3 separate regions of the Mus musculus genome follow, and regions 2 and 3 are each linked to region 1. The links are chromatin contacts, called in public HiChIP or PLAC-seq and Micro-C maps. All regions are on one chromosome and are shown on one strand. Each heading gives the region's core, a stretch centred on a gene start, on an enhancer-like site or on the middle of the called end of the contact. The rest is flanking DNA. Distances are from core to core; before and after follow the strand shown.

The links. Hi-C and Micro-C count contacts between places; a contact is called where the count stands out from the background. HiChIP or PLAC-seq counts read pairs in DNA pulled down with a chosen protein or histone mark.
Region 2: a contact with region 1 is called in a Micro-C map of the HL-1 cell line, with 7 times the contacts expected there. The contact joins two enhancer-like sites. A contact is called at or near these places in 6 of 39 promoter capture datasets (the 3T3-L1 cell line, the C10 cell line, hippocampal neurons and 1 more), 3 of 15 datasets of contacts at CTCF or cohesin (embryonic stem cells, hippocampal excitatory neurons and stem cell-derived epiblast-like cells), 85 of 484 Hi-C or Micro-C datasets (the 3T3-L1 cell line, the AML12 cell line, B cells and 45 more), 10 of 115 datasets of contacts at active chromatin or transcription factors (bone marrow-derived dendritic cells, embryonic stem cells, epiblast stem cells and 2 more) and 2 of 9 other capture datasets (adipose tissue and embryonic stem cells).
Region 3: an H3K27ac HiChIP or PLAC-seq map of embryonic stem cells shows a contact between it and region 1, with 6 read pairs. The contact joins the promoter of Hesx1 here to the enhancer-like site in region 1. A contact is called at or near these places in 2 of 39 promoter capture datasets (the 3T3-L1 cell line and hippocampal neurons), 2 of 15 datasets of contacts at CTCF or cohesin (the NIH/3T3 cell line and large pre-B cells), 48 of 484 Hi-C or Micro-C datasets (8-cell embryo, the AML12 cell line, B cells and 35 more), 7 of 115 datasets of contacts at active chromatin or transcription factors (embryonic stem cells and stem cell-derived neural progenitor cells) and 4 of 9 other capture datasets (adipose tissue, embryonic stem cells, liver and 1 more).

The regions. Positions count from the first base shown.
Region 1 is chr14:27,094,161-27,097,749 of GRCm38.p6, reverse strand. Il17rd (interleukin 17 receptor D) reads right to left here. Exons shown (of 13, transcript NM_134437.3): 9 at 3,518-3,572; 10 at 2,864-2,974; 11 at 1,663-1,847. Among named protein-coding and RNA genes, the nearest start is that of Il17rd, 57 kb to the right of the region's middle. Within about 2 kb of position 1,334, at least 62 of the 459 cell types and tissues checked have an H3K27ac peak or open chromatin away from gene starts, as enhancers often do. A contact at or near this core is called in the HL-1 cell line, the HPC-7 cell line, the STO cell line and 7 more, where this site is marked.
Region 2 is chr14:27,181,399-27,184,738 of GRCm38.p6, reverse strand. It overlaps a transcript of Arhgef3 not described here. Among named protein-coding and RNA genes, the nearest start is that of Gm34848, 83 kb to the left of the region's middle. Within about 2 kb of position 1,253, at least 12 of the 459 cell types and tissues checked have an H3K27ac peak or open chromatin away from gene starts, as enhancers often do. A contact at or near this core is called in the HL-1 cell line, where this site is marked.
Region 3 is chr14:26,998,321-27,001,652 of GRCm38.p6, reverse strand. It overlaps Hesx1 (homeobox gene expressed in ES cells), which reads right to left and starts at 1,291. Exons shown (of 4, transcript NM_010420.2): 1 at 777-1,291; 2 at 82-281. The coding sequence starts at 933.

The sequences.
Region 1 (3,589 bases), core at 85-2,584:
AACTCCACACTATCCATTCATTATGTACATTCAAGCTAACTGGTAGCTTAAAATATGTGGCCCCTAGGATTCTATACCACACAAAAATAGTGTGTCTACTAATCTTTTGACCTGTGTAGTTTGTTAAATCATATGTGGAATGTTTTACAAATCTGTAAAAACAAAACAAAACAAACAAACAAAAAAATCCCCTGTACTAGCTGATTTCATCTTAATAAATAAAACATAAGCACTTTTAAGAATATTCCAATCTGGGCTGGTGAGATGGCTCAGTGGGTAAGAGCACCCGACTGCTCTTCCGAAGGTTCAGAGTTCAAATCCCAGCAACCACATGGTAGCTCACAACCATCTGTAACAAAATCTGACTCCCTCTTCTGGATTGTCTGAAGACAGCTACAGTGTACTTACATATAATAAATAAATGAATCTTTAAAAAAAAAAGAATATTCCAATCTTTGACTGAGCAATTCCATTGTGAGGCGTTTATCCTTGAGAAATCATCAGAAATGATAAACAGAGACGCTTTACAAGCTGGGCTAACGCAGCTACAGCAAGTCACTATTATAGATGATGTAGCTATTTAAAGCAAAAACTATGTGCAGTCTAAAAGAACAGGGCAGGGATCTACCACCTCTGCCTGTGCTGTCCGGACAGCTGCAGTCTGCAGGGGTTTGCAGCAGCCATTCAGCTGCTGAACTCAACGCTTTCCCAGCAGGAGGCAATCCCACCAGCCTTTAAATACAGCTTATTAACACCAGAGGGCAGTCTCACCCAAGGAATGGGCCAAATGGACTAAAAAACATCACATGATAACTTGCAATTGTGGCAAACAGGGCATGCCTTCACAACAGCTTAAGAGCCCGCTGTAAAGACTAAGTGTCATTGTTTATGGAAAAGCTACATAATAGCTAACTCAAGAAGACCTAAGAAAGCTGGGCACAGGGGCCCACTCCTTTAATCCCAGCACTTAGGAGGCAGAGGCAGTGGATCTCTATGAGGCCAGCCTGGTCTACAAATTGAATTCTAGGATATCCAGAGCTACAGAGTAAGGAAAAAAAGAAGGAGGAGGAGGAAGAAGAAGAGTAGGAAGAGAGGAAGGAGGAGGAAGAGGAGGAAAGGGGGAAGCTGAGAAAGCAGCGTAGACATCCAAACATTCTGTAAACTCTGGCGCTCTCTCCTACTTCCTGGTTCTCTCTAGCTAAGGCCTTCTCACTGGTTTCTATGACTTCCTACCAATCGACCTCAGACCTCTGTTACACACTCCTCCCAGTGCCCAAGATCTCTTCCAGGGGCAGTCCTAGCCTCTATTCCCAATCCCAGCCAACCTCCCTCAGGGAACTGCCTAGACTCCTAAAAGCTGTCTTCATTGTGTCCTCTCCCTGACGTCCCACTGAGACAGTCTCACACTCTGGTCACGTGTTCCATGACAGGGCACTCACAGAACATCCTATCGCGTGGGAGGCGCTCAAAGCTTTCAAGTATAAGTGTGTCATGCGAAGCCTTTGCTGCTGGTAAGAGACAAGACAAATTCAAGACAGACTCTGGTTTGGAAAGTAAGATTCTAGGTAAGTAGGTTCCCAGGACAGCAATGGAGAGATGACACGGAAGAGAAAGACGGCGTACACATCCTGCCCAGGGTAAGAGAACAAACAGATTCCGTACCTCACAGCCACAGAAATCTTGCAGGAAATAGGCGAAACACTGGACCACGTTCATGTGATTCTGGCCATCTTTATTGGAGTAGCAGAGGAAGACCTTGGGCTGAGGCCGGAGCCTGTCTCTGGGGAGAGCCGCAGCGTATGTGGACGACTCCGGGCTTTCTTCATCTAAATGTGAATATATATTTTCTAAATTGGGAAAGAACATAAGGTTGACACCTATAAACAAAGCTTTGTCTTTTCCGTATGACCCAGGGCTCAGTGTCTCACGGCTGAAATCCTAGCACTTGGGACAGGGGACACAGAAAGGTCAGAAGGTCACGGTCATCAGCAACTACTTGGCAAGATGGAGGCCAGCCTGAGCTACGTGAGATCCAAGTCTCAAAAGTAAATTTACCAAAAGGAGCAGCTGACATCTCCACCTGGGAGTCTCGGGTCTGTGACTCCAGCCTCAAGCTGCATGCACGGTTTCTGTAGTACTGTACCAGAAAGTGAAAACACTGTATTAACCTGAAACTGCCCCTGGACATGCCAAGAAACAAACGCAGCATCCGCCCCTATGGCCGCCAGTGAAGTGAAGGGCCCAGAGCTGGCTCTGGCAGCCAGATAAGCTGAGGGAGGGAGAAAAACTTTTTAAAGTATAATTTACAAAGGTAAAGAAAACCAAACCAACAACAAAAATGGCTTTTCACCTATTTATCTATCTATCTATTTATTATTTCTGGACAAAGGGTCTCACTGTATTACTCAGACTAGCCTCCAGTTCCTGAATTGGATCCTCCTGCCTCAGCCTCCCACCAACTGGGATAGCAAGCTCAGCCGAAAGCACACAAATCTTAAGTTAACATCTTCATTACTTTTATCCTTGGAGTCATCTGGGTAACTCCATCCAGATCTACAGTTTTCTAGGTGAAAGACAGAACTTCTCAATGATGGCCACTCGCCAAACGACTGTTCTCATTTTTCAGACTCCCTGAGTTTGAAAACTGGATTATACCTGGACATTGCCAGGTCCTAGAGATTAACAGCCAAACATTTAAATTCTGGGAACTTCAGTAGGCAAGGAACTAGCAAGGAGGTGTGAGGGGGTCCCAGGCCCCTCCTGAGGAAAGCAGGACTCCCCAGGCCCTGTCTTTGTCGGTACCCACCCTTGGCCTGCTGCAAACTAGAGGATGGAGAACAGTGGGCACAGCATAGACAGATACCTTGTTGCTTCTTTCTGCACATCACAGTGAACAGGGTTGCGAACGCAGATATGACAACCAGAGGCACAGTGATGGCCACAGCTCTGATGGGTCCAGCCCAGGGAGACTGCACTGGGAGATTTCAAAGAGAAAGTCTTTTAACTCAAGCAGCAGAATAGGTTCAGAAAAGGGGGGGAAGCCCCCCTCATTTTTTTAAAACAAAAGCTGACTAACAGGTCCCAGGGTCCCCAACTACCTTACTCTATCTCTGCTGCCTAGATTATAAAAGGATTCAACAATTCCTTTGTAAAGTGTTGTCGAAAATAATCTAATAGCTCTGAATATGCTAATCGCTCTGAATATGCTAACCACTCCAAATATGCTAATAGCTCCAAATATGCTAATAGCTCCAAATATGCTACAAACCCTGTGAAGGAAAGGCCCCTCCCCCTACTTGTCTTGTAAGGATAATTGCCTAGTATCCGTGGCAGATGCAATGCCAGCTTTGACCTTCCAGGCATCAACAACATAAAAGGAAGCGTCCTTGATGAACAATTGTTTAAGGGAGAAGAGGTGAGCGACTGGTGTTTTGTAAACCATGAATTAAGGAGCACAGAAAATTCTACAAGCCTGCTCTCAAGAATGTGCCATCAAATCCAAGCCAAAGAGCTTTACCTGACTTCACCACATACTGAGCAGCTTTCCTGGTGGTGTTGCTGTCATCCACCAGCTATAAAACAGAGAGAG
Region 2 (3,340 bases), core at 4-2,503, 87 kb before region 1:
CTTCTGTGCCAATACCACACCATGATTATAGAGTCAAGTACCCCCATCTGCCCCAGCCACATTCAGCAGCCGTGTCCTACCAAACAGATTCGGCCTCACGGGGTAGGGTAAAGACTGTGGCACTCAGATAATGAGGCTGTAATTCCATGCCAACCAATGACAAGGAAAGGCGTGGTAAGCAGGCAATATAACCAGGATTCTGTCAGGAAAAGAGGAACTCACCGGTTCTGGTATGTGCGTGGTTCTATGATGGACCCTGACCCGAAGAGAGTTAACCAAAAGAGTTACTTACAGTAAACATCCATTGAAACTGTCACTTGTGTATCAAGACTGATGCCTACCTGTTGAAAATTGACATCTATCTATTGACACTGAAATCCATCTATTGAAATTGATGGCTATCAACCATCTTAAAAGCTTTGTTTTTAAGAGTCTAGTTGTAGAAAAACAAGTGTTTCTCTGATTGTTCCAGGAAGGGCAACGAGCTCCAGCAGCCACCTCACCGCTTTCCCTCACGAGGAAGCCTCACTTTCCCCTTATCAGATGTCTCGATTCTCTCAGGACAGGGATGCCACACAGACAGGGAATTTCTCCTCCCTTTACCTTTGGATTTATAATGATGAACAGGATACTACCATCGTCCCCAGCCCAGAACCACAGAGAGGAGACACCCTACAAACGCTGGGGTGAGAGGGGCAATGTCGGCGCTCTGCTTAGCCCTGGGAATGCTGGGGCGTTGCGCATCAGAGCAGTGGCAGATGCTAAAACATACAACCAGAAACCGGCAGAATTCATTGCAACATTCTTTGGATGCACGGCTTCCCCTCTGGGAACGGCCTGGGTGGCCAATACGTGATCAAGCACTGTGGCATCTCTGTGGTACCTTGCATGTAAGAAGATAGCCATGAAGAGTAGTGAATTCAAAGTTGGTATTCAAAAGTCGGTCACCAGGGGGCAGGAGAGAGTAAAATTTCATAGCATGGCTTTTGAATTTGAGACTCTGATGAGAGTTTAGAAGAAGCCAAGATTAAACACAAAGACCTCCAGATAAAAATCTGGTTAAAAACCAACATATCTGAGCCTCCTTTAGTCCAGGCATTGAAGACTCTTTTTTTTTTTTTAATGGAAACGGGTCATGCAGACGGGCTAACATTGATCTTTATCAATCATTAACCGCCTCCCACACCTGCAGAGAAGCAATTCTGCAACTGAGTTACCAGAGGATAGGAAGATGAGGGCTCCAGCTCCTCTCCCATTCACATCATCCCTCCTCGTCCCCAGTTGCAGATCTACAAATATGGAACATCTGCATCATCCGCCTGCAGGGCTCTAGCCTCCACAGAGACCTGCCCTCCCACACTTCTGCATCTGCTTCTCTTCAAACCCCCTCCTCCCCACGGAGCCCCCCTCATAATCTATCAGCTTCTGGTCCTCTGCTTTAGCCACGCCTCTCCCTCACTCTTATACCGTACTGCAACCCTCCACAGTACTGGGATCTGTGTAGGTCTGAAGTTCCTATACTGGAGACTAGTCCCTAGAGTGTGGCGCGCCAGGGTTGGGCCTCAGAGAGGCCATCAGGCCACAAGGCAGCTCCCTTAAGAGACAGATCCGTGCCCTTATGAAACAGACCCCCTGGAGAGCTGCCTTCCTTCCCCAGCATGGAGGGTACAAGGAGTCAGGAAATGGGGGTGCCTCCAGATGGCAGAAGCAGTACCTTTAAAGGAAATAGTCAAGTGGAGTGAGTGGTACACGCCGGCAGCTTCAGCACTTAAGTCTGAGGAAGGAGGACCAGCTAAAGATGGGCAGCCTGGGCTATCATAGAAAGCTAAAGGCAAAAGCGGCAAAAGGCAGTCCCTACAACTTGGGGGAGGGACAGGGCCAGAAGGTCCGCTCTGCAGGGCTCCAGACAGGGTTGGCTCCACACAGCTACCCCAGGCAGGACCACAGGAACTCAGAGTCTGTGAGCTTTAACTCTATCCCCAGATGCCCCTGGCTGATTCAACAGAGAGGCAGCATGAGATGAAAGGAAGGAGGTCACTCCTCCCTTCAGCCCCAGAAGGGAGATCAGAAGATCAGAGGGTTTTATTTGTTCAATGTCCCAGAGTCTCTGAGTTCTAACTTTAAAATTCCATGGCAACACAGGGGCCTATAAAACATCCATGATACCGCCGGGTGTGGTGACACACACCTACCATGTCAGCACTTAGGAAGCTGAGACAGGATGGGTTTGGTTTGGGCCAACCTGAGCTACATGGTGAGACCCAGAGCGAAGGGAGCTGTGCGCAAGCTCTTCTAGCCCTGGCTTGCTCACACTCAGCCTGAGATGGAAGAAAAAGAAGTGAACCTTGGTGTTCTGACGAAAGAGGACGCACAGCATGACTCAGTTTCTGACTGGTCAGTAACGCTGCAAGCCACTGCTGTCTTCTGCAGTTTCCCCAGTCAGCAGAGGCTTTATAAACACAGTCAAAAAAACAACCACCCTTCCTGTGAGCCACATGACAGAAGGGGCCCCTCGGCACACAGTCAAGAGCTCACGCCAGCGGGACTGACCCCGTCTGGCAAGGATGCCTTAGTACTGATACCCGGTACCGTTCAGTATTTATAAACATTAACCCTCACTGAGAGTCACCTCTTCTGACCCCACCAGCCAGGACACAGGCTCCCGTGTGGTCAAGTGCTGCTCTCCTGGCCTTGGAGACCCAGAGGAAGTAAACAAGGCTATGCTCAGGAATCTTGGGGACCACGACCAAGCTGCAGTCAGCAAGCTGTTGGTGTTTTCTTGGTATGGATTTTAGTTCAGACTGTCTCAAGGAACAGGCAGTTAAATGAGCTCCATCGTTCCACACGTAGGAGAAATGACCACTTGGAAACCCACGGGAAGTTATGCCCCCTTGGAATTCAGAGTCCTCTCTGCCTCAGGGGACAGCAGGGTAGAGATCCCACAGCGAACTTCAAGGGCACTTGTTGGGGAAGGCCCCGAACTCTGGTGACAGCAGTCTTAGTTCTTGTCCACTCCTGACTGAAGCGTCATGCTCTCGAGCACAGATCATTCCTGCCCACTTATCAAATCACTGTAAAAAACCACAGCTAAGGAACGCTACATCTGTCCTAGCTTCATTTCCGTTGCTGCTCTAAAACATCCTAATAAAAAGCAATTAGGGGAGGGAGGACCGGTTTATTTTGGCCCACAGTTCCAGGTTACAGTGCACCGCAGCAGGAACTTGTATCAGCAGTTCATATCACAGAGCAGAGGGATGAACGTGTACAAAATGAATGCCTATATGTTTCCTACTCATAGTCTAGCAGCCAAACGCAGGGAATGGAGCCACCCACAGTGGGC
Region 3 (3,332 bases), core at 42-2,541, 96 kb after region 1:
CACTTCTACACTGGGACCCCAGAGTGTCTGGCTTCTGTCACAACCTTTGTGTTGTCACTATTGGCTGAAAAATCTTCTCACCTGGTTCTGGGTGAAAGCGGTTCTTGGCCTTCGTCCTCGGTACCAACTCAATTCTCTTTTCAAAGAGCGTGTTTCGGAGGCTGAAAAATAATTTTCATATTTCGGAGCCCTTTCTTCTGGCCTTGGATGATCCACTGGACAAGGAAATGAAGTCTCACTGGGAAGATCTGGGGCATGTAGGGGTGGGTTGCCACCTTTCTCTAAAATCAGAAGAAGAAGGTCCATCTTATATTGCCTATGTTCCACAAAGTTCTGGAAAAAAGTCATTTCAGTAACTTGCTTTGAATTTTCCTAGGGAATTCTTCAAGGTTTCACAAAAGAATTGTCTCCCCCATTCCCCCCCCCCCAAAAAAAAAGAGGATGGGGGAAGGGAGAGAGAGGGAGAGAGAGAGAGAGAGAGAGAGAGAAGCCTTGGTGATAGAGAACATACATTTTGAACTCTACCATTCATTTTTCAGTGAGGAGAGATTTAGAATGCCTGACGTGACACATGTACACAGAGGGTCTTCTGAAACAAATACTATTTCTCACTGGGAGTGAACCACCTAGGGCAGGCACTCTATTCCCTTCCGACCCTGTTGGAGACCTTTTATAGATACAGAACAGAATGAGAACGTGGTTTCTAATCCTATACTGCATGAAATAAAGGACAAACTAAAAACGCAGATGAATTTAGAAGTTGAGTTGCAGCATACCTGAGTCACCGCAGGTGTCTGTCCAGGGTCTGTGGGGTCTTACTGACGTTGTACAATCTTTTTTCTGGTCCAGTCCTAAAATGCTCTCAATTGAGAAGGAGCAGGGCGCGGGCTTGCTTTCCCGGAGCTGAGCACCTTCCCGAAGGCTGGGAGACATTCTCTTCTGGGTCGTACAGCGCCGGAGGGCTCCTGCCCCACGTGTGCAGAGCTGGGATCTTCCAGCAGTTCACCTTGTAGCTTTGCTGACTAGGGGGCTGGGTTTCCAAAGTCACTAATTAAAATCCTGTTTTAGAAAGTTTTAGCAAGTCAATGAACACTTGCCCAGCCAGCGGCTTAAGGAGTTAATTGTTTATTTGTTTGCAAGTAATTAGCAACTAATGGCTACACCAGGGGGCCACCTACAGGGACAAAAAGTGTTATCTCTCCTAAGCAGAACGCAGACTTAACTTTCTCAGAAGAAGTGGTGCACGAACATAGCACTCCTCTTTTATTTGAGATCATTAATGTATAAAATCGTGGTTTTCTTCTGAAGTTTGTATTTTTAAGGATTCTAGATACCTAAATGTACAGGGTGGATAGAAGAGCAGTCAAGTAATAAATAATCAGATTTAGTGAATGTTCTTCCAAGGAAACTGGGAAAAATAATAATCTCTTAATGCTATTACAGTAATTCTGATGAAAATACCTGTTTTCCATATGCATATGTAATGGTGAACGTTGTCAATGAAAACGCAGTACTCTTTGGAGTGCAGCACACTGGAAAAGCCTGCCAGTGTTATTAACACAGAGTGCAATCGCCTTCCAAGTGCCTTGGCTTAATTCATAGGAACAGTTGCACCACGTATTTGAAGTAATTAATGGGCTAATTCCTTTCTTTCATTCTTTCTTTTAAATGAGAGAGATACACGTTTACATGAGGTTCAAATGCTACAAAGAATAATTTATTTCTATAACAGTTATTTCAAAGAGCGTAGTTTGAGACAAAGTCTCATTATGCAGTTATGGAACTAACTCTATAGACCAGGCTGGCCTTGAACTGACAGATCTGTCTCTCTCTGCTTGCTGAATTAGGGCTTGTCTGTGTGACTTGCTTTGGTCAGAGGAAAGAATGTGAGCAAAAGCTCAAAATGCACTAGTATGATTGGTTTGCATTGCTTTCTTTTTTTGTTTTGTCTTGTTTTTCGAGACAGGGTTTCTCTGTGTAGCCCTGGCTATCCTGGAACTCACTCTGTAGACCAGGCTGGCCTCGAACTCAGAAATCCACCTGTCTCTGCCTCCCATTGCTTTCTGATAACGCCGTGACATCACCCCTGTGGTAGCTCCTACCCTTCAGCCTTCAGCCTTCAGCCTTCAGCCTTCAGCCTAAGCCCTAGAATGGACATGTCAATCAGACTCTAACCATTTTACAGATAGTTAAGTAGTTAAGTCAGCTGAATCCAGCAAAGCTTTGTCAAATGCCAACTGGTCTGAACTCTCTCTCTCTCTCTCTCTCTCTCTCTCTCTCTCTCTCTTCCCCCGCCCACCCCCCCACTTGCACTCTCATATTCTTGTTTTTGCTTGTTTGCATGTTTTTGTTTGTTTGTTTGTTTGTTTGTTTGTTTTTGAGACAAGGTTTCTCTGTTTAACAGCCCTGGCTGTCCAGGAACTCCCTTTGTAGACCAGGCTGACCTGACATGCCTCTGCCTCCCTAGTACTGAGATTAAAGGTGTGACCCACCATGCCCACCATGCCCAGCCTTGGCCTGATATTTTCTAAGCAGGAAAAACAACCAACCAGTTAAAACCACTGACATTTGTGGGAATTTTTACACGTACAATCTTTTTACCTTTTTGTTAAACAATTTAAGAAATAGATTTATTTATTCATATGTATGTGTGTGTGCCTGAATGTATGTATGTGCATTATGTGTGTGTGTGATGCCCATGGAGGTCATAAGAGGGCATTGGATCCCCTAGAATTGGGTTTAGAGGTAGTTGTAGGCTGCCATGTAGGAAGCTAACCCTGATCCTCTGCAAACCAGTAAGTGTTTTTCTATGCTGAGTCATCTCTCTAGTGAGACCCACAACTCCTTTATAGATAGGGTCCTGCTATGTAGCCGAGGCCGATCTTGAACTTAGTATGAAACCCAGGATGTCTACAAACTCAAGGCCTCACTAGTGCACTAGCCACCACAAGTGAGAACAGCCGTCTAAACAGCATTTAGGAAAAAATGGCTCATTGGCCGGATGTGAAAGTGAGGGGACACGGGGCATTAAGAGTGCTTCTGGCGTTCCTGCCTGGCTACAGGAGGTGGCCTCTTCAGGTTCCATGTCCCCAATGCTGTGAGCCACAGCTAAGGTCACCTCCATTGATTCTTGGGAGCCTCTCTTATCCCAGGTCTCTGGTTCATCCTGGAGATGCCCCCCCCCCCGCCTCCCTACCCCCATCAGTTGCAGATTTCTATTCATTCTCATGGCCATCTGGCTGTCTCTCCTGTCCCACCTTGATCCTGAACACCTACCCCCATTCCCCTCTTCATCCCCTGTCCCTCCCAGGTCCCTCCCTCCATCTGCCTCT